4 separate regions of the Mus musculus genome follow, and regions 1, 2 and 4 are each linked to region 3. The links are chromatin contacts, called in public HiChIP or PLAC-seq maps. All regions are on one chromosome and are shown on one strand. Each heading gives the region's core, a stretch centred on a gene start, on an enhancer-like site or on the middle of the called end of the contact. The rest is flanking DNA. Distances are from core to core; before and after follow the strand shown.

The links. HiChIP or PLAC-seq counts read pairs in DNA pulled down with a chosen protein or histone mark.
Region 1: a FOXA1 HiChIP or PLAC-seq map of pancreatic cancer cells shows a contact between it and region 3. The contact joins two enhancer-like sites. A contact is called at or near these places in 1 of 484 Hi-C or Micro-C datasets (myocytes) and 3 of 115 datasets of contacts at active chromatin or transcription factors (embryonic stem cells and pancreatic cancer cells).
Region 2: a FOXA1 HiChIP or PLAC-seq map of pancreatic cancer cells shows a contact between it and region 3. The contact joins two enhancer-like sites. A contact is called at or near these places in 4 of 115 datasets of contacts at active chromatin or transcription factors (double positive thymocytes, embryonic stem cells and pancreatic cancer cells).
Region 4: a FOXA1 HiChIP or PLAC-seq map of pancreatic cancer cells shows a contact between it and region 3. The contact joins two enhancer-like sites. A contact is called at or near these places in 1 of 484 Hi-C or Micro-C datasets (the N1E-115 cell line) and 2 of 115 datasets of contacts at active chromatin or transcription factors (embryonic stem cells and pancreatic cancer cells).

The regions. Positions count from the first base shown.
Region 1 is chr13:34,030,831-34,033,553 of GRCm38.p6, reverse strand. Ripk1 (receptor (TNFRSF)-interacting serine-threonine kinase 1) reads right to left here. Exons shown (of 11, transcript NM_001359997.1): 11 at 1-1,058. The coding sequence ends at 772. Among named protein-coding and RNA genes, the nearest start is that of Bphl, 5.4 kb to the left of the region's middle. Within about 2 kb of position 1,318, at least 26 of the 459 cell types and tissues checked have an H3K27ac peak or open chromatin away from gene starts, as enhancers often do. A contact at or near this core is called in pancreatic cancer cells, where this site is marked.
Region 2 is chr13:34,459,809-34,462,571 of GRCm38.p6, reverse strand. The region is part of intron 2 of Gm40908 (a long non-coding RNA gene); the gene reads left to right. Among named protein-coding and RNA genes, the nearest start is that of Gm40908, 21 kb to the left of the region's middle. Within about 2 kb of position 1,446, at least 40 of the 459 cell types and tissues checked have an H3K27ac peak or open chromatin away from gene starts, as enhancers often do. A contact at or near this core is called in pancreatic cancer cells, where this site is marked.
Region 3 is chr13:34,233,215-34,236,090 of GRCm38.p6, reverse strand. The region is part of intron 3 of Slc22a23 (solute carrier family 22, member 23); the gene reads left to right. Among named protein-coding and RNA genes, the nearest start is that of Gm52037, 37 kb to the right of the region's middle. Within about 2 kb of position 1,535, at least 30 of the 459 cell types and tissues checked have an H3K27ac peak or open chromatin away from gene starts, as enhancers often do. A contact at or near this core is called in pancreatic cancer cells, where this site is marked.
Region 4 is chr13:34,407,563-34,410,323 of GRCm38.p6, reverse strand. No RefSeq gene overlaps it. Among named protein-coding and RNA genes, the nearest start is that of Slc22a23, 64 kb to the right of the region's middle. Within about 2 kb of position 1,488, at least 76 of the 459 cell types and tissues checked have an H3K27ac peak or open chromatin away from gene starts, as enhancers often do. A contact at or near this core is called in pancreatic cancer cells, where this site is marked.

The sequences.
Region 1 (2,723 bases), core at 69-2,568, 200 kb after region 3:
AGGGTGGGAAACTGCATGAAGCGCCAGAATGGTAGAGAAACTTTAGAAACTTAAAAGTAGACTTTTTACAGCAGCCAGAACCAGCAGCAGCTCTGCAATGACAGCCAGTACCTGAGCTGCAATGACAGCCAGTACCTGAAGATCTCTCTCTGCCCTGCACCTTTTTCTCCTTAGCACTCCTTAAAAATCTCTCACTAATTGATAATTTGATAGACTAGAATTACACATGATTCTTAAAGCTTAAGGTGACAGTACAGCATTGGATGCTCAAGTTAACAGATCCTATAGTTTTTAGAAGAGCCGTGGCTCATAGAAGGCATTTGAGCAGAACTTTTCTGACTCACAGTCCATGAAGCGGGAAGCTAGCTGATTTTACATTCTTTGAATGTTTTTTGTTTGTTTTCCCCTTACCCAATGAAACCACAGGAAACTGAGCAAATAACCTAAGTGATGACTATGACACAAGCTGAACGAAGGCCACCTTCCCCCAACATCTTCTCTCCCTTTGAAAACTCAATACACTGTATTTTTAATTTTTTTCCTCCTACTGGTCATGGACCGACCATTCATTCAGCGGTCTTTATGCTTGCATGTTCTGAAGAATCACTGTGGGCTTCAGATTTCTCTTCCCATCCACCAGTTCCAAACTGCATGACCCTGTGTGCTCAAATGCAGAGCTCATGCTGAGATAGAGTTCTGAAGGCTAGTGGGCAAACGGGGTTTGTGCACCAGACAAATAGTTTGCTTCCCACTGCCAGAGCCTGCCCAGGCTTAGCTCTGGCTGGCACGAATCAAGTGGTTCAGCAGGTCTATCCTGCAACATTGGTGAAGTGCCTGGGCCAACTTTCCCACTGTGGCCCCTTTGGTGCCTTCCCGCATCAGCCACTTCTGAAGCATTTGGTAAACTTTCTCTTTCAGTCCATCTCTTTCATAGTCATGGTCGATTTCATCGATCTGAGACTCAGTGAAGCCCAGCTTGCGGGCACAGTTTTTCCACTGCCTTCCCAGGTTTTCCCTGATAGGGTTCAGGTGTTCATCAGTCAGACTAGTGGTGTTATCTGTTAAATGGAAAAGAGAAGAAACATCAGGCTGCAGCCCATCTGACCAGTCTAGTGTCTGGTTTTGCTGAAAAGGCCCAGGAAAGTAAAGAATATGAAGAGACATAGAGAGAAATTGTTTTGTTTCGAGACAATCTTGCACTGTAGCCCCTTTGTCTCTCTGGGACTTGGATTATAGTGTGCACCACTATGCCTGGTGCTAACTTAGCTGTTATTGACTTGTTGGGCAATACTTGACCTAACCACAGCCACTCAGGAGTCTTTATATAGAGTTAAAATAGGCTGCTGTTTCCTCCTCGGCAGATGTGTAGCTTCCTGAGCCCTAACTGATGGCTTCATGAACAAAAGCCCTACTACATGGCTAGCTGTTCTATTCAACTCCCACTTGAGTCCTGTTCTAGTTAGACTAACTGGATATAATGGGCAGTGATGGGGTGGGGGTGGGGCAGGAAAACTGTCAACTTACACAGGGTGAAGTCCAAGGACACTCATTTCTAGACAGTTCACTTTCCTCTTTTTCCCCCTTCCCTCTCCCTTTTGCTCCAGCTCTGCTCCCTCCAACCCCCCCCCCCCCGTCACTCACTTTCCTCTTAACAAGGACACTGAGACCAAGTGTAACCTTCATTTAATTACTATGTCTTCCCTTATCTCTCAGTGGATGAGAATATAAACTTTTCAAGGTTTTTTTTTTTGTCTTATAAATCAAAGACTCTTCATTTTATATATACACAGCCTTTCTCTTGCTATTAGCTTCATCACCTTAGATGTTCATAAAAATAACACATATAGGGAACACATGAAGATAAGAAAAGGCCCAGTATTGTGGTGAATGCTTTTAATCCCAGTACTTGGGAGACAGAGGCAGGTGGATTTATGTGAGTTCAAGGCCAGTCTGATCTACATACAGAACAAGTACCAGGGCTATAGGTATGTCTCTCTCTGTGTACACACACACACACACACACACACACTCAGACTGGTAGTGGTGGTGGACAGGGAGATAGAGATAGACAGATACGGAGAGAAGGGAGAGAAGAAAAGACAAAGTCACCATAATAGTCTTTTGTTCTCATGCCACCTCAGAACCTTGTTTCTCCCTCAGCTCCATTCCTTCTTCAGTACCGTAGTGCAGAGTCCATCAACTATGGCAGCAGACTAAGACCCTCCTAAGATAACTGTAAATTGCCAGTGTCTGCAGGAGCCCTGGGTGTCAGTAGAGTCACAAAGGTAACTCCAGTTCCTCAAAAGCTAAGAACCCATCTCTCAGGCATTTTAAAGACCACTCCTCTAATGGAATAGTACAGGGATTGGTGTGGCCTAAGGGCCAAGTCTGGCTTCTGCTTTTTGTAAATAGTTTCAGGATCCATATCTGTCCTCATCTTTGTGCAAACTACCTGTGGCTGCTTCTGTACTCCAATTACAGAGAGGCCTCAGGGTCAGCAGAGCCTTGCCTAACCCTATGTAAATCAGAAAGTTGAATTCTGGCTTCTTTCTGAGACAGGGTCTTGCTATAGCCAGGGTGGCCTGGGACTCACCATCTTCCCACTTTAACTGCCCTAGTGATGGATTATTGGCATACATCACCACACATGGCAGAGTGCTGTGGACACCTCTGAGCACTCTTGTTTTGATTACAGAGTGCTGTGGACGGCATGGTCTCCTGCA
Region 2 (2,763 bases), core at 197-2,696, 230 kb before region 3:
ATTCCTCAAGTTGGAATAGCAGGTTGACAGCAGGGAGGCCATTTCAGCAGACATCTGTGTGCAGGGTAGTGGCGTCCATGACAGTTGCCATGCGATGAAACATACAGAGCCAAGAATGGCATGCTAGGACTGTGTTTGTTGCATAGCACGGTGCAGAGAGAACTGGCTGACTCAGCAAATACTGCATCTTAGGCTACAAGACACTGTCTGAAACAACATGACACTGACCAGACTGTTCTGGCACAGACCAGAGGAGCAAAGGACAAGGACAATCTAGAAGGCAGTGCCCAGTGGGAGTTGTTATAGCTCCACGACCTCGTGTGTGACAGGGTGACCCATTAGAGTGATAGCAACAAGATTCAGGTACAAGAAGGGAGTAGTTTAGGCTTCTCAAAATTCACATTCTCCTGCCTCAGCTCAAGAGAAAATAACAGAACAATCTAACAGGGCCTAGTGCTCCTCTTTCTCTCAGAATCCCCTGCGTTAAATTGGCTCCTATTCCTCAAGAATTCAGCTCAAGATGGGTGGGGGGATCAAAAGCCTAACGGTCAGATTCCAGGTTAGCCTAGCTTCAGCTATCAGTTTCCCTCATTCTTCCTGGTAATCAAGGCACTCATATGCCCTGTGTGACTGACAGAACTTAGGTCAAATGAGCATCCCTTTGGTAGCTCACTTACTTGCTCTTTGCATACCTGGTGTGTATTGTACTGGATATTGCGGGGGTGGGGGGCACTGATGAGCTAAACAGACACATTCTCACCCTTGGGGATGGGAGTCGTCAGCAGAGGCACATAGATGTCAATCACACAGGTCAGTCCATCTTCCTAAGAATGCTGTTGCTTGGTGTTACCTCCATGACAGATCTTACTTCCAGAGCCCATCAGATTTAAATTGATTGCCTTCCACCCATTATTGTGTGACCGTGGGAGTTCCTTCCAAATCCATTTTCTTTCTTTCTTTCTTTCTTTCTTTCTTTCTTTCTTTCTTTCTTTCTTTCTTTCTTTCTTTCTTTCTTTCTTTCTGGTTTTTTTTTTTTTTTGGTCCCCTGTAAAATGCAGTTGTACATATAATACTTGACTTCACAGATCATGAGGAATTAACACCCTGTGCTGGACTGCGGGAACCCTCACATTCAGCACATTGCTGTGTTCTAGGCACTGTTGTAAGCTCTTTAGGTATACTTCCCGCTTGATTCTCATGGCAGCATAGTGGTAAAGGGACTCAAACCCTTTCAGCCTCGTAGATGAGGAAACTGGGGTGTGGTCAGATAGCATGAATGGACACGGCTGTCTGTTCTGCTCTCTGCGCCTATGCACTGATCACAACCCTCCTGTGCCACTCCCATTGTGACTCCCAGGACTCTGATTCTGTTTATCTTACAGAATCAGAGAGCTCTTCAGAATGGCTCCAGAATCCTGCCGGCTGGCCACAGACTGATTCACTCCCCTCAGGTAGCCAGCAGCCCAGATATCACTGGACTTTCAGGAATGTGCTCTCCCACTGTGGAGATAAGCTCCCTGAGGACAGGTGACCTTTGTTAAGCAACCATGGCACTTATTTCCTACATACTGTCACAGAAGTGGCTCTGGTCTCCTGATCCAGAGGCAGCAGCCACTTCTTGGCAGCCTCAGGGAATTAATTGTTTTAGTTCTGAGCAACAACCACAGGAGGTTAGGAGGTCAGGAAGAAGCACCTTTTAGAAGACTATTTTCGGCTAACATCCTCTTAACAATGAGTACATACCATATGTGTTCTTTTGTGACTTTTACCTCACTCAGGATGATATTTTCTAGTTCCATCCATTTGCCTAAGAATTTTATGAATTCATTGTTTTTAATAGCTGAGTCGTATACCATTGTGTAAATGTACCACATTTTATGTATTCATTCCTCTGTTGAAGGACATCTGGGTTCTTTCCAGCTTCTGGCTACTATAAATAAGGTTGCTATGAACATAGTGGAGTGTGTGTCCTTGTTATATGTTGGAGCACCTTTTGGGTATATGCCCTGGAGTGGTATACTTGTGTCCTCAGGTAATACTATGTCCAATTTTCTGAGGAACTGCCGAACTGATTTCCAGAGTGGTTGTAACAGCTTGCAATCCCACCAACCTTTCTCCACATCCTCACCAGCATCTGCTGTCACCTGCGTTTTTGGTATTAGCCATTCTGACTGGTGTGAGGTGGAATCTCAGGGTTGTTTTGATTTGCATTTCCTATGACTAAGGATGGTGAACATTTCTTTAGGTGCTTTTCAGCCATTTGGTATTCCTCAGTTGAGAATCCTTTGTTTAGCTCTGTACCTCATTTTTAATAGGGTTATTTGGTTCTCTGGAGTCTAACTTCTTGAGTTCTTTGTATATATTCGATATTGGCCTTCTATCAGATGTAGGGTTGGTAAAGATCTTTTCCAAAACTATTGGTTGCCATTTTGTCCTATTGACAGTGTCTTTTGCCTTATAAAAGCTTTGCAATTTTATGAGGTCCCATTTGTCGATTCTTGATCTGAGAGCACAAACCATTGGTATTCTGTTTAGGAAATTTTCCCCTGTGCCCATGTGTTCGAGGCTCTTCCCCACTTTCACTTCTATTAGTTTCAGTGTATCAGGATTCATGTGGAGGTCCTTGATCTACTTGGACTGGAGCTTTGTGCAAGGAGATAAGAATGGATCAATTTGCATTCTTCTATATGCTGACCACCAGTTGAAGGAACACTATTTCTTGAAAATGCTATCTTTTTTTCCACTAGATGGTTTTAGCTCCTT
Region 3 (2,876 bases), core at 286-2,785:
CTCCTGTGTTACTCAGTAGGTTCTCTTGGGGCAGCTAAGTGTGAAGCAGATGCCAGGCATTGAGAAGGACACGGAGAAATAAGGCTGATTTTCCTTTTACGGCTGTGAGGGCAACCAAGCTACAGAGAAGGTAGTTTCAAGGGTTCTAGAGCATGGCTCTGTGGTCCAGACAAAGGGGGGTTGGGGAGAATTAGAGGACGAGTAACCAAGCTAGTCAATGATAGTAAGAGGAACAGGTTTAAGTGGACCAAGACAATGGGTGGGGAATGGAAGGAGGGGATCATGAAGCTTAAAGCCTTGCTTGCCAAGAACATTGAGGAGAACAGCAGGTGAGGAAACAGACAGGCCAATAAACAGGTGACTGTGGAGACTAGTGAGCACCACACTAGGGATTTGGACTTCCAGGATTTTCACCTGGGAGAGCAACAAGGGGCGAACAGTAACCACTGACAATGTGTCAGGTGACCTAGAGCAGAAAGGTCTCTCAAAGGGGAGACTTTCTCGGAAGCGACTGTAAGCTGGTTCTTCCTTGCAATGGAAGCACTCCATTCTCCCCTCCATCGGACTAAGGTTTTAGGAGGTGAAGTGGCTGCCCCAAGGCCACACAGCTGCTCGTAGTGTCACACTGGAATAAACTTGAGTCCAGCTGAGGAAGAATTTGGCTTAAACACCGGGGGATTTGACTAGTGGAGAATTCTGTTACTTGAAGGTCAGTAATGTTACTCAGCATCTATTTACTGAGCCCACACTTGGCACACAGCGCGACACATGTGGTGACCACAACATGACCTGTGAAGTCCCCTACTTAGGACTCAAGAACATTCTGCCCTCTGAGTCTTTGTTCCATGATAAACACATGGACATGTAGACAAGAGAAATTCACTGCAGAAATGGGGCTGAATAGCTAAATTCCTGAGGCAGGGCTTGGCTGAGGACTGGGGTGTAGTGGTATCCAACTGTTCGTGTCCAGTGCAGGCAATTGCACTGCGGACACCATGAGCCAAAAAGACAAGATGGCGCTCATCCCTAGTCAGTCTCAGAACTGCTCCTACTCAAAGTACTTCAGTTGGGCTGGACAGAAAACCACCTACCGAAGCTCTCTGTTAACACAGTCCCTCTCCACAGGCCTGTTTCTTGAACATGGCTTTCCTGCTGCTGGCCTGATCTGACTCCCTGTTTGACTGGCTGGTGTTTCAATGTTGATCGCAGTACAGGAGGGTTTTCCACTTGTGGGGAGGGGGGATGCTAATTTTAACCACCATGTGTCCTATCAGATCTGATTTCTGTTTTTATTGTAATCTTAATTTAAAACTAAACCCAAAGCAATCCTCATTGGTTATATTCTCCAAAGCCAATGCAGTGAGGTCAGAGAGCCCGAGGCTTGGAACCGAGCCTTGCCTTTACCACCAACTGACTCCCTGACCTTATTTTCCCCTTTAATAAAATGAGATGGTTGGATGGGGATCAGTGGCTGCAGACTGGCAGCATGAGTCAGCCCCTGACCCTTGTCGTGTTTCGTGTGACCTCAGCTTTGTTTTATTTGCTAATTGAATTTCAAGATCTTTAAGCAAGGCAAGAGCTGGGTGTTTCGTTATGGGCTCCCCTCTCACACCCACCAATTCCACATGAGCCTTATCTGACTAGGACCCAACTCCAGCAGCCCTGCTCCATGTTCTCTGAGATTTCTTTCATCTGAAATAGAATTTTTCAATTTCTTTGCACCTCCAGGGCATTTTGTACCTCTGCCTGCCTTGCTCTTTGGCATTGAAAACTATGTTGTGGTGGGGTTTTTTCGCCCAACAGAGAAAAGTCACACACAGTAGCAAAGCCAGCCTCTGATGGTGCCAAGGCTTGTAGGCCACCTGGTATTGCAAGCCTTGCACCCTCCTCCCCCATGCTGCTGTTAGTGTTGATATGGCAGTGCTGCAAAGAGAACACTAACCAGGGACCGCAGTGCTGGTGGGTGTGACAGTCCACCTATACTGCAGACCCTACAGTGCCCAGAGCCCTGCTTCTAGAGCTGTCACCTGGGGAGTTATCAGAAATGTACATTCCAAGTTCATGCTCTAGACCTCCCAACTATATGGTTTTGTCATCTCTAAAACAAGCCGGTAAACTAGCCCTCCCAGTTATGAGGAGGGGTCAGTAGTATTTGTAGGACATGCCACAGTTGTCCTTAAATAGAAAATGCACCAGTGCCACTACACTGTCTGTCACCCCGGTTTACTGGACCCAGCCCCACTCTCTGAGAACAGGGTCATGGAACCTATGTATACAACGTTGTCCCAGGTGAGGGTGCAGCAACTGGTGTGTGGCCATGCAGATCTCCATGCCAAAGAACACTTCCCCTACTACAGGAACATGGGGAGGTAAGAAGCAGGAATCACCAACTGAGGGGGATTTGGATATCACTCATGGTACAATGGCACTTGGGTAGGAGCCTGCCGGGCATGTGAACCTAAGGGAAGCCAGTGTAGCTAGAGTGACTGATGGAAATGGCAGGTGGGGAGGTTAAAGACAGGGAAGGGGTCAGGAGCACACCAAGGCTAGAGCCATCCTGAAACACTTTGCTTTTGTTCTGAGTGACATGAGACCCCTCAGGTGGGCTAGATGGCATGTGATAATGACATCCATCCTAAACAGAATGACCCTCACTGGAATATCAAATTCTTCTTTACAAAATAACTAAAATTAAGAGCAGCAGACAAGGAAAGATAGAAGGAGAAAAAAAAAAATCATACCGTCTTTGCACTCCAAGTAAGGATTTTAATTCTGACCCTGGTCCACAGAGGATGCTAAAGCTGGCAGAGAATGCTGATGGATATAGCTAGGACAGGAAGCTAAGGAGCAGCCTGTAAATCCACACAGCAGCCTTG
Region 4 (2,761 bases), core at 239-2,738, 170 kb before region 3:
GCCATGTTGACTGGTAACATCCAACTGGCCTAGGAACCAAAGAAAATAAAAAGGCAGAGAGATAGAATTCTCTCTCTCTCTCTCTCTCTCCCCCTCCCTCTCTCTCTCTCTCTCTCTCTCCAGCAACTTGAGCGGAACATGGGTCTTCTTCTGCCCTTGGTTTTAGACTATAATTATCCACCAGCTTCCCTAGTTAGGCTTCCGATTAGGTGAATCTCACACTCTTTTCTAGGTCCCAGACAAAATGAAAAGAGGAAAAAAGAAAAGCCATCAGGACGCTGCTCCTCAATCTATGGGTTATGACCTCTTTGGGGGTCAAATGACCTTTTCACAGGGTTGCATATCATATATTTACATGACAATTGATAACAGTAACAAAGTGACAGTTATAAATAGCAACAAAAATAATTTCATGCTTGGGGTTCACTACAACATGGAGAACTGCATTAAAGGGTTACAGCATCAGGAAGGTTGAGAACCACTATGTTAGAGAGTTGGCATTCTCCTTTCTCTGACACGAACTAGCATCTCTTGCTATTGTCCCTTCCCCAACCCCCCACCCCTCCCTCATGGACTGTATTCCTTTGAACTATGAGCCAAAATAAATTCTTTATCCCTTAAACTGCTTTTGGTCAGGTGTTTGGTTACAGTTTTCTTCAACTCCCGAGATCTTCAGGGACTGGCTGAGGGCCCACTGTTTTCTGGCTTAACCTGGTCTTAATTGAACCTTTCTGTAATGACTCTTTCCAAACACATGTAAAAGAGGCTAAACCTTAAACATGTTGGAGCATGGGGACACAGTCAGCAGCCACAGTAATAATGTTACTCACTAAAACTGGGAGGAAAAAGAGGGGAAATGGAGGCAGCTTGAGAATGTCACCTTCCTTTGAAAGGAGACCTTGACAGGTTCTAAACTCAAGTCACACTGAGACGTGTGTGCATGCAGAAGTAAAATTCCAACCTACTAATGTTAGCTCAGAAAAATAGCTGAAGATAATGATATCTTCAGAGAAACAATCTTCTTTGAAACATTTACTTAAGGCTTAACAGCCTTAGGTTTTGTTCTTTTATAAAATAGATAAAACTTGGACGTAAGATTGTTTGTTCTTTCGAAGATTATGATTTCTTATGAGATTATTCAACTAAGCAATTATGATAGGAACTTCCTTCCTGCCAACCATCAAAATCAAGAGAAAGGAGAAATAATGAAGGGTAGGGATAAAGAAGGGAGAGGAATGAAGGGTAGTGGGGGTGAGGGAGACATAAATATATCACAGTCTTAGACTTATTCACAGTCACAGACATTAACAAGAGCTGCCAGTTCATAAATATTTGCTGAACTCAATCCTTGGTTGTTAACAATCTCATGCTGTATGAACGTGGACCTATCCAGACCTCTCTTTCTCTAGAATCCCATAGCAACTTGGATCTGTGATGCTCAGTATTCAAGGACTGCATGTCTCATTTCTCTTTGGAACCCAGCAGTCTAGCCCTGATTAATTCCAGACATAGCCGAGGAGGAGAGGCCAGCATTCTCCTTAGATGAGCTGACCCTGTCTCAGAACAACAAACAGAATCCTTTCCTTCTGTCTAGAAGGTACTTGGTGCTTCCAGCTTCTAAGTTATGCTCTTTTTGGCAAAATAATAATTCCCTCCTTGGACAGTGGGACCGGCTGGTATAAAATAAACCAAGGTGTTATCCATAGCTGTCTGGCTCAGGCACTTTCTCTGCAGGGGACACTGTGGCTGCTCATAAACACTGTCCAGCTCAGAAAGAAGCAAATGCCACAGCTGCTGACTGATGCTCACAGCCTGTCACCAGCTCCACACCTCCTCATCCTGCCTGTCCCTCCCATGCTGGCTCACCTCCAGCCTATTTCAAAAGCAATAACAGTGACTCAGGTTTCTATAAGGAACAAGAACTAGCTTCACTCTCATCAGCAGACTCCTGAGAAGGGATATAAAAGCCAGACACCTCATGCCTCTGCCTCTGCCTCTGCTCGGTATGTCTCTTCCCTCCACCAATCCCCTCACATTTGCACTGGAGCAATCAATATTCTCACTCAGTCGCAGATTGAGGACCTACCAGGCCCACTTACCAACCTCTGCTGACTCACTCATGGAGCCCAACATGAGCCCAGTGCTCCCCCTGGCTGGACCAGGAGCTTGGTGACTTTCGAGCTTAAGCTGGCTCAGTGCATTCCCCCCTTTTCCTTTTTCCCCAGAAGTCATTTAGGTTCTTACCCATGCCTTGTCACCCTAAGACCTGTAGACCTGTGTGGGAAGAAACATCAAGTACCATTGTTTTTTTTAAGTGTGAAACCAGTTCCTATTAAAAAAAATAGAAATAGAAATGGCCAGTAAATAACTGAAAAATGTTCAACCCCTTTAGCCATCAGGGAAACACAGACTGATACTATGTTGAGGTTACAACTCACTGTGACAGAAAGATAAATCATCAAGAAAGCAAACTGCAACAAATGGTGGTAAGGATATAGGGTTTGATGAACGCTATGCTCTGTAAATTAGGGCAGCCACTATAGAAATTAGTATGACTCTAACAAAAAAAAAAACCTAAAAGTAGAACTACCATGTGAACCCACTTTAGCAGTGGCTACCCACTGGCTATGTACCTAAGGGAATCTTGAGTTGGCGAACCATAAAGATCCATTCATGTTCATTGCAGCATCATGCACAAAAGCGAATTACAGAAGCAGCCTGGAGACCCACCCACAGGTGAATGGATAAAGAGCATTGGTAT